2 separate regions of the Mus musculus genome follow, and region 1 is linked to region 2. The links are chromatin contacts, called in public promoter capture Hi-C maps. All regions are on one chromosome and are shown on one strand. The core of a region is the stretch at or near the end of the contact, and the rest is flanking DNA. Distances in the headings are between cores, read along the strand shown.

Region 1 (5,418 bases), core at 2,614-5,113, 510 kb after region 2:
GGGCTACGGCAGCAAGTGATCGTTATTACCACCGCCATCCGTCTGATTACTAATAATGTTAATCCCCTTGGCCAGTATAAGTGTTCATTACAACACAAGTAGGTTCTAGGTCATTATTTAATAGAAGCAATATAGATAACGATGGAAACAATAGGGGACAAAGCTCCAGCTGGGCGTGCTGCCAAAGACAACCTCCCAAGCTGCTTCACCCTCGAAGCTGATGTGAACTTGGGACGGCCACCAGTTCAGGACGAGGTGCTGCTCTTGTTACGTTACTTCACTAATTCCTCACAATAATCTTTTGAGGTTGGTATTGGCTACATTTTGTAAGCTGAGGAAACAGAGGCTCAAAAGATTAAGAGACTTGCTCAAGATCCTGCCAAGTGGTAGAGCTGGATGAGAACAGGTCTGTCTGACTCCAGGCACTGAGCTGTAATTGGTCAACTGGGGCAGAAGAGTTGGAACTCTAAGGAGAGAGGCAAGGCTGACAGGAGGCCCTGGCCCTGAAGGAAACTGTCCAACCAAGCCTGGGATGTCGGCTCTTTGCCAGAAAAATTTCAACAGTAGTCCCAGGAAGCCAGAGGCCAGCCAACCCAATGGGCAAGCATGAGAAAGATAGAAACACAAACACACACACATAGACATAGACACACACACAGACACATTCACATAGACATACAGACACATTCACATAGACACACAGACATATTCACATAGACACACAAAGATACATTCACATAGTTTCACACAGATACACATACATACATACACACAGACACATAAATACACAGACATACACAGACACATGCAGAAACACAGATTTCCATATAGATATACAGGAGCATATATACACAAGCATACACATATACACACACAGACACACATGGACACATACACACAGACACATATGTATAGATACACACTGAGACATACTTGACACAGACACATACACATAAACACACAGGCACATGGATGCATACACACAGACACATACACATAGGTACACACAGAGACACACACGGACACGTACACACAGAGACACACACGGACACATACACACACACACACATAGAGAGACACACAGACACACATTTTTAGAGACACACAGACATACAGACATACACATAAAGACACACACACTCACATACAAGGACACAGACACATAAACACAAGCCTTTGAGCCCAGTACAGTATGTATGTAGAAACTTAGAGTGAAAGTCATTTTTGTGGTGCTGGATGGGGTAGCTCACACTTGTAGAATCAGCAGAGACAAGGGGCTTGCTCCTAGTTCAAGGCCAGCCTGAGCGACAAAGAGTTAGGGGCCAGCAAATGTGCCATGGGTAGGCCCTGCCTCAAACAAAACAAATCAATAAAAGTTATGAAAAGAAAGTCATGCTGTCATTGGGACCTTTGAAGCCAGGGACCAAGTAACCAGATCGACTGGACAAAACCTGAGCTTTTCAGCGCCCTGTTGAATCAGCGGCAGGTAGGATTGTTGATGTGCAGAGAAGAGAGAGGCAGAGAGACATAAGCCTGAAAGAGCCAGGCAGAGAGCTGGATCCTGGACAGTGAGACCAGACTGGGACCCAGGGCCAGAAGGACAGGAACGGAGAGGAGATCACAGTGACAGCCACAGTGACAGCAGGAGAGACCTCAGAGGCTCCAGAGGTTGGAAAGGCCGCTTCTCCTTCCTTCCCTCCCCAGTCTGACTGGAAACCTCCCATCTCTGCCCTGGCTCTTGGCAGGTGGGGACGCTGGCTCTGAGGCTGCTGCTGATATTAGCGAAGGCTTTGAATGGGGATGGGTGGAGCAGCTGGGGATGGTGGGGAAGCAGCCAGCGCCTTTCTGCCTCTACTCACGTCCTTTCCCTTCTTCCCTGACCTGGTATTCCTCCCTCTCTTGGGGATGGCACCTTTGGGGAGAGGCTCCCTCAGCCCCTCCATCATGGGTCTTAGATCTCCACCTAGCCTCTGGTGGCAGCCCCACCCCTGTGGCCTAAGGTTTAGAACTCCAAACCCAGACACTTAATGTCAACTCCCATAGGGCTGGTAGGAATGGGTTGTTGAAGGTTAGAGAAAAATCCCCTCACAGATGCTTAGGGGAATGGGCCATGGAGGTGGTTGTCACAGGCTTCAGTCTGGGGCTCTGCCCTCCTCTGATCTTCAGCCTACCTCTTCCCTCCCCCCACCCCTCCCTCTTCCCTCCAGCTTTCCTTCTCACCTGTGGCTTCCTCTTGTCGGGCTGTTTCCTGTGCTCCCTCCTCAGCTCTGTGCGGTCTCTGTTCACCCCTGCTCCCTGTCTGGGTGGCTGGTCTCTCCTGGTCTCAGTCTCACCACCGATCATCCAGCCCTGTTCTGTGTGGCGGGCTTTGCCACTTTTGCCTCTTGCCCGCCCTTTTCTGTCTCCCCCTACCCTGGGCTGCTCCCTTTCCACAACTGCCTCTGGTGCCCACTCTCTTCCCACAGTGCTGGTCTCATTCATCATATTCTTATCCAATGTTCCTTAGGGAAGCCTCCCGAACATCCCACCCCGGCCCTTAGTCTCCCCACCAGGAACAAGAAATCCCGTGCAGCAGGCACTAAGGGGGCAGCAGGGCAAGGCAGGCAGGAGATGAAAGTTCCAGCAAACAGTTGAGCTGGGTGAGCTCATCACTGCCCAGGGCAGGGCGTTAGATCAGCCGGAAAACCCGGCAGCAAGCAGAGGTAGCCCGCAACCCTGCATCCCAGCATCCAAGGCCTCCGTCCATAAAAACCAATCCCGTGTCTACATCTAGCCCAGACCTCCAGGCTAGACCTGAGCCCTTCACTTTCTATCAAGTCTGAAGCTCTCTCAGCTGATTCTGTGCTTGAGTCTCTATGCCCAGGAGGCTCCACTGTCCTTTGACAAAGCCAGAGAGATCAAACCCCCTCCACCCCGACCCTGACCCAGGGCTTGGAGAGAGTTTGAAACTTTCTCTTGGCATCGCACCTGCCTCTCTAGCCTGCATCTGTGCTCACTACCATAAGGGCTCTCATACGTCAGGATTCTTGGCCCTAGTACTTTGGGAAACGGTGTGAGAAAGGAAGAGGGGCAGGTGGATGGAGCAGAACCCTCTTGCCCCACCAGAGGCATGCATCCCTTTAGTTCATCCTGCCAGGCTCAGGAGGAATTCTCTGTCCTGTCTCCACCCACTCCGTGATGCTCCCCAACTCGGCTGCCTCCATCTGCTCCCCAGTCAGCCTCAACAACTGGCCTTTTACCCCCGACCGACCCGACTATCGTCGTCCCCCGAAACCCCCACCCCCACCCCAACCCGTGCCCTGGAGCAATGAGCCTGGGCAGGGGCATGGCTCCTAAGGACCCACAAGGCTAGCAGGATGAGAAGTTGGCTGAGAGCTTGGTTATTTGCTCATCATTCACCCCAGAGTCTTGTCTGTTCCAGATAGTAGATACTGGCCCCACCTTCATAGAAGAACTCCCTGCTACACTGAACCAGTGTCCCTGTGACATCCTCCCACAGATGCCGGAAAGCTCTCTGCCCTGAGCACACAACTCCAGCTCTGTGCCATTCCTCTGGAGAAAGAAAAGCCTCGCCACACCTGTGGGCTTCAGCTCCTTCCGCCCCACTTCCCAACTGTCCCATAACTGGCTCCATATCCGGGTGCACAGAGGAGCCCCCGTCTCAGACCTGCCAGGATGGCTTACCGCTTTGGATCATCAATTCTGCGCGCAGTCTGGTTCCTTCTGACTCGCTCCTTGCCCTTGCTCATCGCGTTAGGGTTACTTAAAATGAGAGCGGGGATCTCCAAGCTCCCAGGGGAGCCAAGGTCGTTTGCAGACAGCACCATTAACCCTTTGAGAGCCAGTGGCACGGCTCGATGCCTTATACAGACACCCCACACATGTGTCCACCTTGCAGCAGAGTAGGGGCTCTTCCTGTGGGGTGGCTGGCTCCTAAAGTACCTGCTAGGGACACTTCCTCCTTTTCAATTCTTCTCAAGGTTACTGACCTGCTGGGACGTCCTGCGAGTTGTCTAGCCATCCATTCTTTCTTGTGTAGCATTCTGTGGAGATCGGAGTTCAGATCTAAAAACTGACCTCATACCTCCCAGACTTAAACGTGACTCCAGCCTTTGCTTGAGATGCGCTCTCACTCACTCACTCACTGACTCACTGACTCACTCACTCACTCACTCACTCACTCACTCACTCACTCACTCACTCACTCACTAGTGCCAGATTGTCACAACCTGTAACTTTCCTTCTTTGGCTAGAATAAAATGATATAGATGAAATATATTTTAAAGTATATTATTTTTTACTTACTCCTTAGTACTGGAGACATGGCTAGGCAAATTCTTCCACCAGTGAGTCCCATCTTCCACATGATAGTTACTCAAGGTCATTTTTCTAAAGATTTAAAGGCACATAATATGTTTACTCTCTTATGGTTCTAGAGATTAAAAAAATTTTTTTAAGACCTTACTAATTTGACTTGAAGTTAGACAACAGGAAGAACTTCCAACTAAAGACTAAGCCAGTTAGGAGACAGTGACTACAGGAGTATCAGACAGCTCAGTGAGGAACAAGATAAGGGCTAGAATTCCCAGGACATCTTGGGGAGGAGATGAGAACTTAGCTGAGATGCCTAAGGAACAGGATCTCAGGTTGATACCTGGGACCAAGCCACCCTGGAGCCTGTCAGGGCTGTGTTCAGCTTTCCAGCCCCAAGCAGGGAGAAGGCTGATGGATGTTGTTGGTATCAGTATGATTTTCCTGTCTTCACTGACTCTGGGAGGCCATGCCCCCACCCCTCAGCATACTGCCTTCTGAGCTGATGGAGATGGGATGGAGGGCACGGAATTACATTCTGGGCTTGTTTTCTGGTTAAATCAACCGAAGCTAGCGTGATGGACAGGTGGGAGAGGGGCTGATTGATGGAAGACAAGAGCTGGGCCTCAGGGAGGGAGGGAGGGTCCTGGTGAAGGCAGGGCTCCGTAGGCCAGAGCCATGCAGGAAGGGTAACCTCGCACAGTGATGGGCAAGAGGAGACACACGGTGAAGGGAAGAGGAGATGTAGTTAGCATCCTGCTGTCTGTCGTAGGTGCTGGGTCTGCAGTGCAGCAGGCTGGCCTGCCCCTTGCTCGCCATCACCCACCTACGCTCATTCACTTAAGAGTTTGAAGCCTGGGCCTCCTGTCCACCATAGACAGGAGGCTGCTCTTCAGGCTCTGTTACTACAGTGCAGAGTCCCTTACAGAACACAAGCTGAGGCCAGGGTGAGAGTTGGGGGGTGGGGAGAGGGGGGCTGGCTGCTTCTTAGTATTTCCATCTCTTCTCCTTTGCTGCTTGGTCACCACCCCAGCATACTTCTTCTCATCTTCCTGGACACCCGACAGGGAAGCCCTCCTTGCTGCCAGCCTCCAGTGTCTCTGTCTT
Region 2 (5,115 bases), core at 2,477-4,976:
TACACTGTAGCTGTCTTCAGTCACACACTGGAAGAGGGCATCAGATCACATTACAGATGGTTGTGAGCCACCATGTGGTTGCTGGGAATTGAACTCAAGACCTCTGGAAGAGCAGTCAGTGCTCTTAACCACTGAGCCATCTCTCCAGCTCCAAACTTCACATTTTTAACAGCTGAATAATATTCCATTGTGTTAATGAACATATTTTCATTATCCATTTATTTGTTGATGGAAATCTAGGCTGTTTTCCAATTTCTGGCTAGTACGAGTAGACCAGCAATGAACATGGATGAGCAAGCGTCTCTGTAGGAGGATGTAGAGCCCTTTGGGTATATACTTGAGAGAGGTAAAGCTAGCTGATTTCTATATTTCTATTAGTGCCACACTAGTTTCTATAGTCACAAGTTTCCTTGGTTTCTTCCTTTTTTATTTTTTAGAGACAGGGTTTCTCAGTGTCCTGGCTGTCCTGGAACTAACTCTGTAGACTGCCTCTGTCTCCTTCACGTGTTGGGATTAATGCCTGGACGATGATGATGGTGATGATGATGATGATGATGATGATGATGACGATGATGATATGATTGAATGTGAGTGTATCTGTGTGTTGTCATTGCATATGTGTGAAAGTGCCCAAAGGCCAGAGGTGTCAGATCTCCTGGAGCCACAAGCAGTTGTGAGCCACCTGACATGAGGTCTGGGAAGGAGCTTGGCTCCTCTGCAGGAGCAGTAAGTGCTTTTAACTGCTGACACATCTCTGCAGCCCTGACTCTGATGCTAACATGGGGTTTCCGCCTCATAGCTGCAGGGGCTGGGGAAGTAGCTCATGATAAAGAGCTTGACGAGCGTACACAAGGCCATCAAGGGAAGAAGGAAAGGGCTGCTCCACCTATAGCACCAGGCCAACTTGAAACAAGCTAGAGTTATCTGAAAGGAGGGGACCTCAACAGAAAATGCCTCCATAAGATCCAGCCGCAGGGCATTTCCTTAGTTAGCATTGGGTGGTGTACCTAGCCCACTGTGGGTGGTGCCATGCTTGGCTGGTAGTCTTGGGGTCTATAAGAAAGCAGGCTGTTCAAGCCATGATGAGCAAGCCAGCACACCTCCATGGCCTCTGCCTTATTTGAGTTCCTCTTCTGATTTTCTCGAGGATGTACTGTGATGTGGAAGTGTGAGTTAAATGAGCCCTTTCCTCCTCACCTTACTTTGTGGTCATGAATCATCACAGCAATAGTAACTCTTTAACTAAGACAAGCATCGTGCCTTCAATCCAGCCCAGTAATAAGAAAGAAGTGGAGGAGATCTTTTAAAAGTACACTATGAAGCCAGGCATAGTGGTGCATTCCTTTAATCTCACCACTTGGTAGGCAGATAGAGGCAGATCTCTGTGAGTTCAAGGCCAGCCTGGTATACATAGTGAGTTCCAGGACAGCCGGAGCTCATGGTAGGACCCTGCCTCAAAAACAAATAAAAAAATCACACAAAATAGCACACCCCTCCAAAATAGTACTCTATAGGAGTGGCTCTATATCTCTATTTGTCTGTCTGTCTATATCCATATCATTTCTGTTCATTAGTGGTGAACATTTAATTAAATGGCCACTCTTACTGGCTGGAGGGAGACGGAAGAATGCTGGGTTTTGTTGTGCCACTCCACAAAGATATGAATATCAGGATCTGCTAGGGAAGGAGAATGGGTTTAGAGGAGCAAATGATGGTGTCTGCCACACAAGAATGTTGCTATTGCCGGGCGTGGTGGCAAACGCCTTTAATCCCAGCACTCGGGAGGCAGAGGCAGGTGAATTTCTGAGTTCGAGGCCAGCCTGGTCTACAGAGTGAGTTCCAGGACAGCCAGGGCTATACAGAGAAACCCTGTCTCGAAAAACCCAAAAAAAAAAAAAAAAAAAAAAAAGGAATGTTGCTATTGCGTCAGGCCCCTAGCCAACCTCCTTAATCTGATTGAATATTCTTATCTATGATAGGCTAAAAATACACTAGGGGTTTGGCAGAATTAAGAAAACCTGAAAGGTTGCATGCTGGCAATAAAGGGGAGGCAGCGATTGTAGAAACAGCTCTCATTGGTTGTCTCCTGAGTTCTGTGGATGGGATATTTTCTGTATTGTTCTATAGTCACAGCCCATCAGAATGAAATCAACAGGATAAGTTGCAGAAGGCTGTAAGGTCAGCCTGCTGAGATCCCAGCTCCACCACCAGCCATCATTATCACTGGGCAGGTGGGCAGGTCTTCCTTTTTTTCTTTTTTAATTAATCTTTGAAACGGGAATACTAAGGTTGCTATGAAGTGAGGTGGTTCATGTTAGCACCTGGTATGTGTAAGTGCTTAACATATTATCTATGCCAAATAAACATATTTCACATTGTGTTTTAGAAATGAATCTTCAGGGCTGGAGAGATGGCTCAGTGTGGTTAAGAGCACTGGCTGCTCTTCCAGAGGACCTGAGTTCAAATCCCAGCAACCACATGGTGGCTCACAACCACCCGTAACGAGATCTGACACCTTCTGGCGTGTCCTGAAGACAGCTACAGTGTACTCACATATAATAAATAAAGCTTTCCACCGGAACAAGAGGGCCAAGAGCAAGCAGGGGGTCCTGAGTTCAATTCCCAGCAACCACATGGCTCACAACCTATACATAAACAAACAAACAAACAAACACTAAACTTAAATAAAGCCAGCTACAGTGGCTCAGACCCAGAATCTCAGAGGATCAGGGATTTAAAGCCATTTTTGCAACGTAAGACATAAGATCCAAGGCAGCCTAGGCCACATGAGACTGCTTGTACTGCTTGTAGTTCTGGGGACCTGACACCTCTGGTTCCCGAGGGCACCTGTGTGACCGCACATACCCATACTCTGAAACAACTGAAAACAAAATCAGCTGACCAAAAATAAACTAACTAAATATTTTCCAGCAAATCTGTAAGGAGCCTTGAGTAACTCACATGCTAGTGAAATCAGAAAAATAAAGCTGGTGAGGTCCTGCGTAAGACCACAGAACCTTGGACTTGAAGTACAATTACCGGAGTAATCTAAAGTTCCTGCCACTATCACAGCCTTAAAAATTCTATTTTCTACATTACATAAGTAAAACAGACAGGGCAGAGGTCCACAAAACCACTTGAAGAGCAAGGGCACTGACAACCTGTGATTGATCCTCGGATCTTACTCTTTGGATGGAGAGATCGGATGCACAGAAATTGTCCTCTGACCTCTATATGTGCAGCAAGGCACGTGCATGCCTCTTCCCTCCAACCCTTGCATTTTTAAATGTTAAAAACAAACAAGTCGGCATGGTGGTGCACGCCGTTAATCCCAGCACTTGGGAGGCAGAGGCAGGCGGATTTCTGAGTTCGAGGCCAGCCTGGTCTACAAAGTGAGTTCCAGGACAGCCAGGGCTACAGAGAAACCCTGTAAAAAGCAGGGGCAGCGAGAGGTCAAAGATACTAATTTTTAAAAAACTGCGTGCAATCACACCTTTCAGCAAGGAGGCAACAGAACTGCTTCAAGATGGTGGCCAGCCAGGACTGCAGAGGGAGCGAAGCACATCTGTTTGGAACTCTGCGACGCCGGGGAAAGGTGAGAACGCAGGGCGGAACGAAGGTGGGCGGAACGCCTGATAGTCTGGGACTAGGAACGGACGGTTAGATGCAGAGGCTCTGGGGCGGGGCGGGCCCTGCGCATGCGCCGTGCGAGCGGCGCTCTGCTAGTCGAATGTCCGGGCTGCGGACGCTGCTGGGGCTGGGGCTGCTGGTTGCGGGCTCGCGCCTGCCACGGGTCATCAGCCAGCAGAGTGTGTGTCGTGCAAGGCCCATCTGGTGGGGAACACAGCGCCGGGGCTCGGAGACCATGGCGGGCGCTGCGGTGAAGTACTTAAGGTACGGCCGCCCTCTCCCGCGGGGGCGGGGCAGGGCAGGCCGCGGCCCCAGCACCCCAGGGGCGGACTCAGGCCAGGACTTCCCTCAGTCAGGAGGAGGCTCAGGCCGTGGACCAAGAGCTTTTTAACGAGTATCAGTTCAGCGTGGATCAACTCATGGAGCTGGCCGGGTTGAGCTGTGCCACGGCTATTGCCAAGGTAAGCGGCACAGCGAGAAACCTCAGTGAGGTGCAGGTGGGGAGGTCCCCGGCGGTGGCGCACACAGCGGTGACTGCCCTCTGCACTTCTGCCTTCAGGCTTATCCCCCCACGTCTATGTCCAAGAGTCCCCCGACTGTCTTGGTCATCTGTGGCCCCGGAAATAACGGAGGGGATGGGCTGGTCTGTGCGCGACACCTCAAACTTTTTGTAAGTATGTGAACGGAGTTTTTTGTGGCAAGGTATGAAGACTCGGGATCGGAGATTGAATGGCTACTTTCCTTTTCAACTAGGGTTACCAGCCAACTATCTATTACCCCAAAAGACCTAACAAGCCCCTCTTCACTGGGCTAGTGACTCAGTGTCAGAAAATGGACATTCCTTTCCTTGGTGAAATGCCCCCAGAGGTAGGTGGGTTGATGCCTGTTTCTACAGTAAGTACTGCCCCTGTCCTGCCCTTCCCATTTTCAGATCAAGCTGGCCTGCCTAGTGTCTGTCTGCCCTAAAAGTGTTCTCTGAAAAAAAGTGGTGTAGAAGCCCCTCCAGACTGTGTGCTCCACGACTTTCCAGGCACTCCTATTCTGCAGCCAAACAACTCCCACAACATGCATCTAACAATAATCTGGCCCTCAGGGCCTCATCCTGAACCTTTTCTGTAGATGCATGGATTAAAGGGTGGGAAGTCAGAAATTAAAACAAAACAAAAACCAGAAAGCCCCAGCTTATTCTATGGATGAAGACACTGATATGCAGAACAGAACTAGTCTCTTCTGGCTTCCAGTGTCAGGAAGCCTGAGACTGGCAGTCACCCCTTCTCACCAGTGACAGGCAGGTAGGTACTCAGGCCTGGATTCAGACTGTCCTGAATGAGCAACTCCTCTTTACTGTGCCTTAGGAACCAGTTATATACATGCTTCTGTGGTCAGTGGGTGCAGGGACAGGCCTCCCTAGGTGACAGCAGCTCCTGACATCCTTTCCCCTTCCCTCACGCTCCCAGCCCATGATGGTGGACGAGCTGTATGAGC

Evidence for each region. Promoter capture Hi-C pulls out the DNA fragments that hold promoters and counts their contacts.
Region 1: a promoter capture Hi-C map of stem cell-derived epiblast-like cells shows a contact between it and region 2, with 4 times the contacts expected there. The contact joins the promoter of Etv3l here to the promoter of Naxe in region 2. A contact is called at or near these places in 3 of 39 promoter capture datasets (embryonic stem cells, hippocampal neurons and stem cell-derived epiblast-like cells).

Annotation. Positions count from the first base shown.
Region 1 is chr3:87,548,502-87,553,919 of GRCm38.p6, reverse strand. It overlaps Etv3l (ets variant 3-like), which reads right to left and starts at 3,863. Exons shown (of 6, transcript NM_001370856.1): 1 at 3,685-3,863.
Region 2 is chr3:88,057,106-88,062,220 of GRCm38.p6, reverse strand. It overlaps Naxe (NAD(P)HX epimerase), which reads left to right and starts at 3,726. Exons shown (of 6, transcript NM_144897.3): 1 at 3,726-3,894; 2 at 3,983-4,091; 3 at 4,190-4,300; 4 at 4,384-4,497; 5 at 5,088-5,115. The coding sequence starts at 3,731.